Regions from separate parts of the Mus musculus genome. Here region 1 is linked to region 2. A link is a contact called in public HiChIP or PLAC-seq data. All regions are on one chromosome and are shown on one strand. The core of a region is the stretch at or near the end of the contact, and the rest is flanking DNA. Distances in the headings are between cores, read along the strand shown. Region 1 has its middle 46 kb from the start of 1110002O04Rik. Region 2 overlaps Hs6st1 (heparan sulfate 6-O-sulfotransferase 1).

The links. HiChIP or PLAC-seq counts read pairs in DNA pulled down with a chosen protein or histone mark.
Region 1: an H3K27ac HiChIP or PLAC-seq map of embryonic stem cells shows a contact between it and region 2, with 5 read pairs. The contact joins two enhancer-like sites. A contact is called at or near these places in 1 of 39 promoter capture datasets (embryonic stem cells), 3 of 484 Hi-C or Micro-C datasets (bone marrow-derived macrophages, embryonic stem cells and natural killer cells) and 11 of 115 datasets of contacts at active chromatin or transcription factors (craniofacial prominence, double positive thymocytes, embryonic forebrain and 4 more).

Annotation. Positions count from the first base shown.
Region 1 is chr1:35,821,317-35,826,182 of GRCm38.p6, forward strand. No RefSeq gene overlaps it. Among named protein-coding and RNA genes, the nearest start is that of 1110002O04Rik, 46 kb to the right of the region's middle. Within about 2 kb of position 1,630, at least 13 of the 459 cell types and tissues checked have an H3K27ac peak or open chromatin away from gene starts, as enhancers often do. A contact at or near this core is called in embryonic stem cells, where this site is marked.
Region 2 is chr1:36,085,777-36,090,558 of GRCm38.p6, forward strand. The region is part of intron 1 of Hs6st1 (heparan sulfate 6-O-sulfotransferase 1); the gene reads left to right. Among named protein-coding and RNA genes, the nearest start is that of Hs6st1, 20 kb to the left of the region's middle. Within about 2 kb of position 2,670, at least 126 of the 459 cell types and tissues checked have an H3K27ac peak or open chromatin away from gene starts, as enhancers often do. A contact at or near this core is called in embryonic stem cells, where this site is marked.

The sequences.
Region 1 (4,866 bases), core at 380-2,879, 270 kb before region 2:
TAGAGGGAGCCCAACAGCCTGAAATCCAGAACGTTCTCTTCCAGCTTGATCTCCCTGCCATGTAGATCTTGCTTGATCTCCTGTTATCCATGTAGACATTCACCTGCTATTTTCCTGGCCTTGAGCAATTTCAGGTCCTGGGCACACGGAGCCGATGTCCTCAGCGATGTGTACTGTCAATGGCAGAAGCAAAGAGAATAAGCACACAGATTTGTATCATCTGCATTTGAGCTAGGAAGACCTATAGGGAATTGCAGACTGCTCTGCCTTGTAATAATAGCTCTTGGCTCCCTTGGACCCAATTTATTATCCCTCAGTTACCTCAACTGTAAAATGGCCAGAGTTTATATTGACATGGTTCCGTTAAGGAATAGATCAGTTCATGAGTCAAGGACAGAGTTAGATAATGATAAAGATAGTAATATGGATGATGATGATGAAGATGGTGATGATGGTGATGATGGTGGTGGTGGTTGTACTTCATCAAGTCTGAGATGCTGAGTACTGCAGGGCTCTAGGAATTAACCTAACTGGGGTAGCATGGGAATGAGGAAATGGCAGACCCACAGGCACACAGACAGAAAAGCTGGGCTCAAGTGTTTTCTGACAGAGAAGCTGCGGCACCATGGAAGCCGCATTTCCATGTTCTTGCTATCCACAGTTGAACAAGCAACCAATGATGGCATACAGGTAAACAAGAATTGGGCTCGTTATATCCCTCTGAACAAGGAGGCAGCTTAGCTTATCCTTGCAGGGAAGCGGTTTTCGGGCCACACACAAACACCTGGAGAGATAAAGCCAGTGGTGGATACTTTCTCACGTACTGTCAACACTTGAACTCAGCCCCTGAAGGGTTTCTTTTTTGCCTCACATGGGGTGTAGGGTTCCTTGACATGGCAATGTCCATGTCAAACAGGTGTCAAACAGTACACATTCACTCGGGACTTACCTCTCTCCCTACACACAGACATAAAGAGTAGCAGAATGAAAACTCCGATTCATTCGAGTCAGTCCCTGTTCTCATATATGCCACCTCCTTTTCCCAGTGTCATGTAGTTTCAACACGTTTCTCCTCTCTTATTACTCCCTAGGCAGCTCGATGCAAGCCCCGCCCCACCCACCACAAGCCCCGCCCCACCCACCACAAGCCCTGCCCAGCCCAGCCCACCATGTTCTTATTCACTTTTTTTTTAAAGGCACCTTTGCATATGACCTCTGCACAGCCCCAGGATGATGAGCTGCGTGCTGCTGGGGAGGCGCACTGCTGTGTGAATAACCAGAAACTCTCACATCCGCAACATCTGGCCCCTGCAGCGCTCGGAGGAGCTAATGAAATATTCAGAGGCTGGCCGCTACAAATTGGGATGCAGAGGTCTCACCCTCCCTTGGCTTTCAATTTCCTTTTTTCGGAGTTTAGTTCTCCAATATCAATTTCTGTTTGTGATAAATATTTAAGCACTCCGCCTGCCAGGCTCGCAACACAGGGGTGCTCCAAGCTATGAAGCCCCAGAGCCTCTGGCCACTCGGCCAGCCGACCTGGATCACACGCAGGGAAGATTGCCAGAAGGACTCTACTCTGTATCCCTACAACAACTGAAAAAAGATCTCACCCTTAGGCTTGTCCTCTGTGTCCAATCAAAGACTGCAACTCTCATCACACTGTCTTCTAACCCATCCCACTGCCCAGCCAAAGACTGATCTAGGGCCCAGCAGGACATCAATATGCGGATATCAAAGCAGTTAGACCAAGACCAACAGAGAAGCCTGTTGCAAAACTAGAGTAACCTGGGAGCAGAGCCCTCGGAGGCTGCTCTGCGGCCTGCATACTCTGTCCATTCTCCCAAGGATTCTCACTGTTCCCTGGCTTTACCCAGCCAACCCTGCTTCTCCTTTACCTCTCCTCCTCTTTTTTTTTTTTTTTTTTTTTGAAACAGTTTCTTGTTTCCCACTAACGCCTCAAACTCACTATGTAGTCAAGGATGGCCTTGAACCTCTGATCCTCCTGTCTCTAGTGGGAGAAGGGGCCTGCTTCTAATGTACTTATTGATGTGAGCATCAAATAACGTGGAGGGAAGGACTGACTGCCCCAGGTTTTTGCTCAGAGCCTCTGCAAGAAAGGATATGGTCTCCCTTGAGAGGAGTTTCCACTGCCAAAATTGAAGAGAACCTACTATCCTCTCTCTGGGACTTCAAGGATGCTAGGCAAATGCTCTACCAACTGAGCTACATCCCCAGCTTCCTCTCTGTTCTTCACGACACAAGTCTCTGATCCTTTAACTTCGGGACATCACTCTGGGCCTTATGAGGCTCTTGGAGTTTGTGATATGGGGATGGGGGGGTGGGGTAACATCCGTAGAACTTTATCTATGTGGCACTGCGGTTATCAATATCCCTGTGTCTTCCAGGTGCTGACCAGTCTTCCAGCCAACCAGTGGTTGTGAACAGCATGCAGACAGCCCTTCAGGCAGTAGACTCCAGGGCCTGCTTGCCAGTCAACTGTTCTCACATTCTCCCAGAAGAATTTGGCTCACCAGCTGTTTCCTTTGCCTCTCCTTGACCAAAAAAAAAAAAAAAAAAAAAAAAAAAAATCAATGACACCAGAATTGTATTGATTAGGGCACTTTGAGGCTCTGTTTCTCCTCTCAGCCTTCCAAAACAGGAAGCAGTCAGCCAGAGGAGCTCCAGAGGACCCCATGGGTTGGCTCTTTTAGGGCTAGCTGTTCTTGCCTCTGCCAGTCCCACAGTTCCCACTTAAATGAAATGATGCCTGGCAACAGTTTCCAGCATGGGCCGGGGCCGGGGGGGGGGGGGGGGGCATTCCAGTGCGCGCAAACCCATATGGCATAAACTGCAAAGAGACCCTCTCTCCAGGCCAATCCCTGCAGTAAGTCTGAAAGAAAACCCTGAGCTCAGACAACTCTGACCCTCAGAGAAGGCTTCCTTGTCCTGCACTTGTCCACACTGACTTTTGCAGTCTCTTCAATGCTCTGCAGCCACTGCTGAGGCGGCTGACACATCCCAGCAATTAGCTGTACGCCCCCAGGAAAAGGCGGCAGTCTGCACGTGTCTAACACATCTTGATAAAGCCATCTGCAGACGAAGGAAAGTTTACACAGGTGTCAGCACCGTTTACAGAGAAAGTTTACGGGGGCGTACGAAGCTGCATGGGCACCCACAGATGCCTGAAAAGCAAGTGGCCACAGGGTTTCTCGTTTGGATGTCCAGGGGCAGGGGATTGGAGGCGGGGGGGGGGGGTGGTGGTGCGGGGAGCGCCGCTGGATGGGAACAAAGAGAAAACAAGCACACCGTTGCAGCCAGATGGTGTGGTCCCCAAGCCATTTGCTGCTCAGATGGACAGGGCAGAGCAGGCAAAAAGCCAGGACTCTAGCTGCTATCAGTTGGCTTCAACTAGACTGTAACACCAACCCCCAAAGATCGGCTACTCAGCCTGAGTCTTCGCAGAGGTCCAAAGTTTTCAGCCCCTTTTCAGATGTTTTTGCATCTCCATTGTGGAAAAAGCCAGTTGGTGTGGGCCCTGGCGCCAGCCGTTCTGTAGCCATTCGGGGGCTTTCCACTCTTGCAAAATGATGGTCGTACTGTTTATCTGCCCGCTTTCAAGTTCCAGGGCTTTCTGGGATTATCTTGTCTAATGCCGTGTTCTCCTTGATCCTCGATGTCCTTAGAAGTTTGGACCTTTCTAACTCCTTTCCCTGCCTTTTGTCAATGAAGTCAGTGACAAAGTACATTTCTTTACTTTCACTCACAGTGGTCGGAGGAGTTGCCTTGTTGCCTTGTGGGGTTCCCATAATCTTTTAGGGAACTTGACTTACATAAAACCATATATCTTTGGCCATGAAAGAAGACAATTTCAGGGTGAACCAGCAAGAAAGAGAACTAGGGGGTTATTAAAAGACATCTTAACATGAATTTTAAGCATAGGGGTTAATAGAAAAAGAGGCTTTCAGGAAGAAATTGTGGTGTGCCCAGGAGTACGGAAAGAGCCCCATTTACAATTGCTACTAGTCATCACCTGTAGCAGTTAGGTGATTCTCAAGTTACTCCTCTTGTAAATGGGGCGGGGCAGGGCGGGGCGGGGGGTGGGGGCCTCTGGAGGTGCCCTGGATGGAATTACAATCAGCTAAAATAAAACCAGGAGAGCAGAGTTGCCCCCGGGAGTTAAGACACAGCCTTTCCCTGTCAAAGTTTCTGATGAGCATCTTAGAAGACTGCAGTTTCCAGCTGGAGAGGAAGCCAGGCCTTAAAAACTAATTGTGTTGGAATTCTTGAGTCTCAGCTGGTGAAACACCTCCACCAGACGCCAAGGCGAGGGAGGGAGCTCCCACAATGCCCCTTGTTTTCTTTCCTACTCCACTTCAAACAAAAAGTTGATAAAAGATACAGTCCTGGCTCAGTTCAGTTTCCTGAGTTTCGATCCATCCCCTTCCTGCCTCTTGTAGCATCTCTAGAGAGCATTGGGCTGATCCGGTGGCCAAGCCAGCATGCGCGCGCGCGTGTGCACACACACACACACACACACACACACAGGTACACAGTGTAAGCCAAGACACACACACACACACAGGTACACAGTGTAAGCCAAGCCCTTGGACCAGATACCAAGGGACTCAAGTGGAGCTCAGAGGTAAGACGACTCATCCTGGGGAGAGCAGCTGGGGACGTGCAGCTTCATGTGGCAGCTGTGAAGGAGAGCACGTAATACAGATCCTTCCCGGGCCCCTTCTGCCAAACTAGGGCAGTGAGGGCCACCAAACCTGCAGCCCATGGCCTGCATGCAGCCAGACAGAGTGATGAATGCCACCTAACACAAAACCATAAACTTAGAGCATTCTGAAATTAGTTCTCACG
Region 2 (4,782 bases), core at 1,420-3,919:
AAAGTCGTGTGCCACCACACCCAGCCTTCTCCTTCCTTATATTTTTGAGGCAGGATTTCTCACTGATCCTGGAGCTCACCCATTGGATGGACCATCTGACCAGCAAGCCCCAGAGATCCTCCTGTCTCTGCCGCACACCCAGTGCTGGGGCTCCCGGCATGTGGCACTATGCCCTACTTTTCTTTGGAGACTGGAACTGGACCTTCTTGTGTGTGTGTCATGAGATTTACCCACTGGGCCATCTTGCCAGTCTTCTCACTGGGCTTTGGGTTAGCAGTCCTCTTATACACACTTCTGGTGAGCATCTTATATGCTTCTTAGCCATTTGTATATCTTTGGAGAAATGTCTATTCAGCTTCTTTACCATTTTTCAATGGGTTGTTGGTGTTTTATTAAGTCATAAGAGTTCTTTATATATGATGGATATCTGAATATCGATTTATTACCGAATACAACATTTGCAAATACTTTCTCCTATTCAGCATGGATTGTCTTTTCACTCTGTTGATGACTTAGCCTTACAAAAGTTTTTAATTGCAATGAAGCCTAGTTTGTCTCCTTTGCCTTTCTAAGAAATCATCACCAAGTCCAACCTAATAAACTTCCCCCAGTGTTGATTTATGTTTGGGCTCTTCAATGATCCTTCTAGCATTGGTTTTGATATGTAAAGGAAGACAAAATTCCAAGGACTCATGGTAAAGGCTAAGCACTTGCCTAGCCTATACCAGGCCCTGGCTCCAAGCCCCAATCCTACAAGGTGAGTTGAGGTGATATCTTAGGGTATAATTAGGGTTTCTACATCTGTGAAGAGACACCATGACCACAGCACCTCTAACTGGGACTGGCTTATAGTTTGAGAGAGTTAGTTTATTATCATAATGGCGGGAAACATGGCAGCACGCAGGCAGACATGGTGCTGAAGAAGGAGCTGAGAGTTCTACATTTTATCCACAAGTGACAGGAGGAAACTCCCCCACTAGGCCTCAAAGCCAGCATCCACAGTGGCACACTTCCTCCAACAAGGCCACACTTTCTAATAGTGCCACCTACTATGGGCCAAGCATTTAAACACATGAGTCTATGGGGGCCGTTCCTATTCAAAAACGTCGCAGGCAAACTTCAGATTTATTCTGTAGGAAATGGTTGCCTAGGTCTCCATCTCTTTCCCTAAGAATGGCCTTAACATCTTTTGTTAAATCATTGTTGGGGGGGGGGGTACAGTTTGTGTGTGTGAGTGAGTGTGTGTGTCTGTCTATCTCTGTGCCAGTATCACAGGGTTTTGATTACCACCGTTTTCTAGTTAAGTTTTGGCACATACGTCCTTTAACTTTGCTCTTTATGACATACTGTGGTTATTTGAGATGTCTTCCATGAGACTCAGATGAGCTCCACATACACAGAAAGCAGTTTGTAGTTACGAGCGGTATAAACCTCTGCCGATCCGATCCGTAGATCTGGTTAGGTTTTCTAGTCCCTCAGCACTAGCTGCTGCTTCTGTCCGTGCCAGTCTTCACGTCTGTCTGTCTCTCGTGGACTACAGCTCTCGGTATACAAATCTTCCAGCTCCTTGGTTACGCTTACTCTTGACGCGGCTGTAAACGTCGTCACTTTGTTCATTTCCTCCTCAGGTTGTTTATTGCTTGTATGTAAAACCGACTTTTAAATTTATATCCTACGACATTGCCGAGTCCGTCGGTTGTAGTTCTCTCTCCGCTCCCGTTGTTTGGGGGCTTCTGTATATAAAACAGTTCCTCTGCAGACATAACTTGACTTGTCTCTTCTTGTTTGTATGGCTTTTATTTCCTTTTCTTGCCTATTTCTGGGATTATGTCGACTGGAGTGGGCAAGTGGGTGTCCTTGTTTTGTTTCTGATGCCCCAGAGCCCTTTCCCGGCAGCTTCCCCTCTCCCTACCTGGCTCTTAACAGTCCCACAAGCCAATTCACGGGCACGCAGAGGGCTTAACTTCTCATACTGGTGGCCTGAGCCCACCCTCATGTCTTTGTCTTGCTTGTCATCTCCAAAGCCTTAGAGACCTGGTTTATCAGGGAGCCCCGTGCAGGGTGGCCAAGGGCTGGAGAGGCTTCTGAGTCCTGGGCTGCTGACCCGGATACCACAGGGTCTCTAACCCAGCCAACTGCACCGCTCACAGCAGTTCCAGGGCAGTCAGGAGTCAGTACAGAGCCCTTTACACACTCAACAGCAGGCCACTCCCGTGTGGTGTGTGTGTGTGTGTGTGTGTGTGTGTGTGTGTATGTGTGTGTGTGTGTGTGTGTGTGTGTGTGTGTGTGTGTGTGTATGCGCGCGTGTGCGTGCGTCTGTCTGTGTCTTTGTGTTGGCTAGTTAGTTCTTGTTTCCTTTAAAGTGTCAGGCCAAGGCTGGTCCCAATACAAACAGGGTATATGTCAGGGAAGGGAATCTGACACTTAACTGGTGCCTGCTTTGGGCTGCTCTGGTCTTTCTGCACACACCCAGAGGCTGAGACCTTAGAAGACATGAACCTTGGGGTGCAGCTCTCCCAGTTTCTGTTCTCCAGCTCTTTCTCTGCCGCTCTGACCACCCAGGGCTTCCCTCCCCCACGCCCACTCCCCACTCACCCAGTGCTTGCTGAAGACAGTCCCTGCCAGTAATTTGCTCTCGGCTCTAGGGAGTGGCTTTGGGATGGTTGGCCAGTAGGCTTCATGCCAAGCCTCACCTCAGAGGCTTAGATGAGGCCTCATTCTGCCCAGGCCCCATGGGGCCAGACTAGTAGAGAAACAAAGCAGGAAAGAAAAACAGCACAGCTAGGCCTGGTGTGTGCAGGACCCTGAAGCAGGCCCTGGCAAAGAGCAGTGCTCCCTTCTAAGACAGGTGTGGGGTGGGGCCCTGGCGTGTGTAGCCTGTGCTGGCTTCAGAGTAGCATGGTGAGGTGTGTGCTGTGGTGTGTGTCTGCAGTGCTGGGGTGGGCCCCCGTGGAGGCTGTACAGAGGGGTGCGGCTGCAGCTGCACCAAAGACTCCAGGTGCTCCCCTGGGTGAGAGTGATCTGTAGGGCCCTTCTTTTTAAAGAAGAGAGAGAAGCAGGGATTGGGGGGAGGACATTTGCAAATATGCTCGCTGTGCAGGCAGGGGAGAGAGAAGAGCTCCACAGAGTTGCCCTTTGCCCTCTATACAGGCACCATGACATGCACACACACACCATACACAAATGCACACCATAATAGCCGTATAGATTTAGTTAAAATGAAAAATGACATGAGCTTTAGTGATGGCCCAGTGGCAGAGCTGGGACCTGCCTTCCAGAGCCCCGGAGGGCCGGCAGGGCCAAGGTTGAGGCGTCCTCTCCGAAAAGGGCCAAGTGACCTCAGTGTCACCTATACCCAATCCAGGGTGCAAAAGGGTCTGTGTGTTCCCAGAGGCACCCTTTGCACTTGAGACAGATCTGAGGACTGCAGGGACAGGCCTCCGCCCTGAAGCATAAGAAGACAAAGCCAGTGGCAGACATAGTGGGGCCATATGGCTACAGCATGGCACGGGAACCCTGAGCTGCAGCTCTGTGCTCTTGCTGCGTGAGATGGGCACTGGGTGCCTCACATTCTGCAATCCGGGACTTGTGGTGCCCTGCTCCGTGAGCAGATTCCCCCCATCTCCAGATCTCATGCATCTCTGCTTAGCCCAGGGACTCAGGTCTCACAATGTAGGGTGCACACACAGCTCAGCCTCTCTGCCTTCCACCTCCTTACTACCAGGAAGCATGGGAACACTGTAGCTGGGTATGTCCCCCATCACAGGAGGAGCAGTAGTGACAGGGATAGATGAAGGGCCAGGTCACAACTCCCAGCTGCAAGCTGCCCACAGTGTCACCTCCTCTCTCAGGCTTCTCCTGAGTCAAGTCTTGTTTCCACTGGGAGCCCGGTCAGCTGACACCACACCACATGCTCCTCCCACTGCCCTTCTGAGTCACTCCCCCCATGTCAGGGGCTGAGCCTTTAGCCCTTTGCATCCCAGTCTGGGGTCTAGTCCCTCCCCCCACTTCCCTCCCCCATACCTGATGGAATAGCTAGGCCCCATTTGCTGCTGTTGCATATGAAAACAACTGTGTGTCTCAATCTACCCATTCAACTCTTAGCCTCCCCGAGCCGTTGAGGGCCCCAGCATCCTACCCAAAGTGAACTCTCACAGCTACTCCCAAGAAGTGTGGTCCCTGGCTTCTCGACCCTGGCGGGTGTGGTTGTGCCCACGCCTGACAGAAGTATCCAGAGGACAGATGAGCCAGAAGCTTAGAGCGTTCCTGACATTTCAGAAGCCTCGCTGCTCCCAGCCAGAGCAGGTCAAAGCCGTGGGGGTCTAGAGCCAGCCAAGCCTGTGCCTGTCCAGGCCAGCCTGGATGATTCTCTGGCTCCCCTTGGCCTGTCCTAGTTCAGTAGGAGGGCCTGGGGCGCTGGCTGGGCTAAGTCCCTATTGTGCTTGCCCTACCTCCCACTTCCCTGTTCTAGCTGTTCCCTGTTAACCCCTTCCTTGTGGGGACTGCCCTACCTTATTGTAAGCCTGACTTCTCAAAGTACTTTAAGGCCTTCTAGGCTACACTGCCTTCAACACCCTTCCTGGGATTTAGGAACTGGGGAAAGGACTTTGTGTGGTACTGCCCAGGCCAGAGTGAGAAAGGGGAGGAGGACTAAGAACACCTTAGAAGCCAACTAAGTATGTCCTCAGGCAGAAGTAACCATGGGCACTCAGCCAAGCTGCAAGGCCGGCCCTGTCCCTTGTCTATCTCCAGCTCTCCCACAGAAGCAGAGGATTGGAGAGG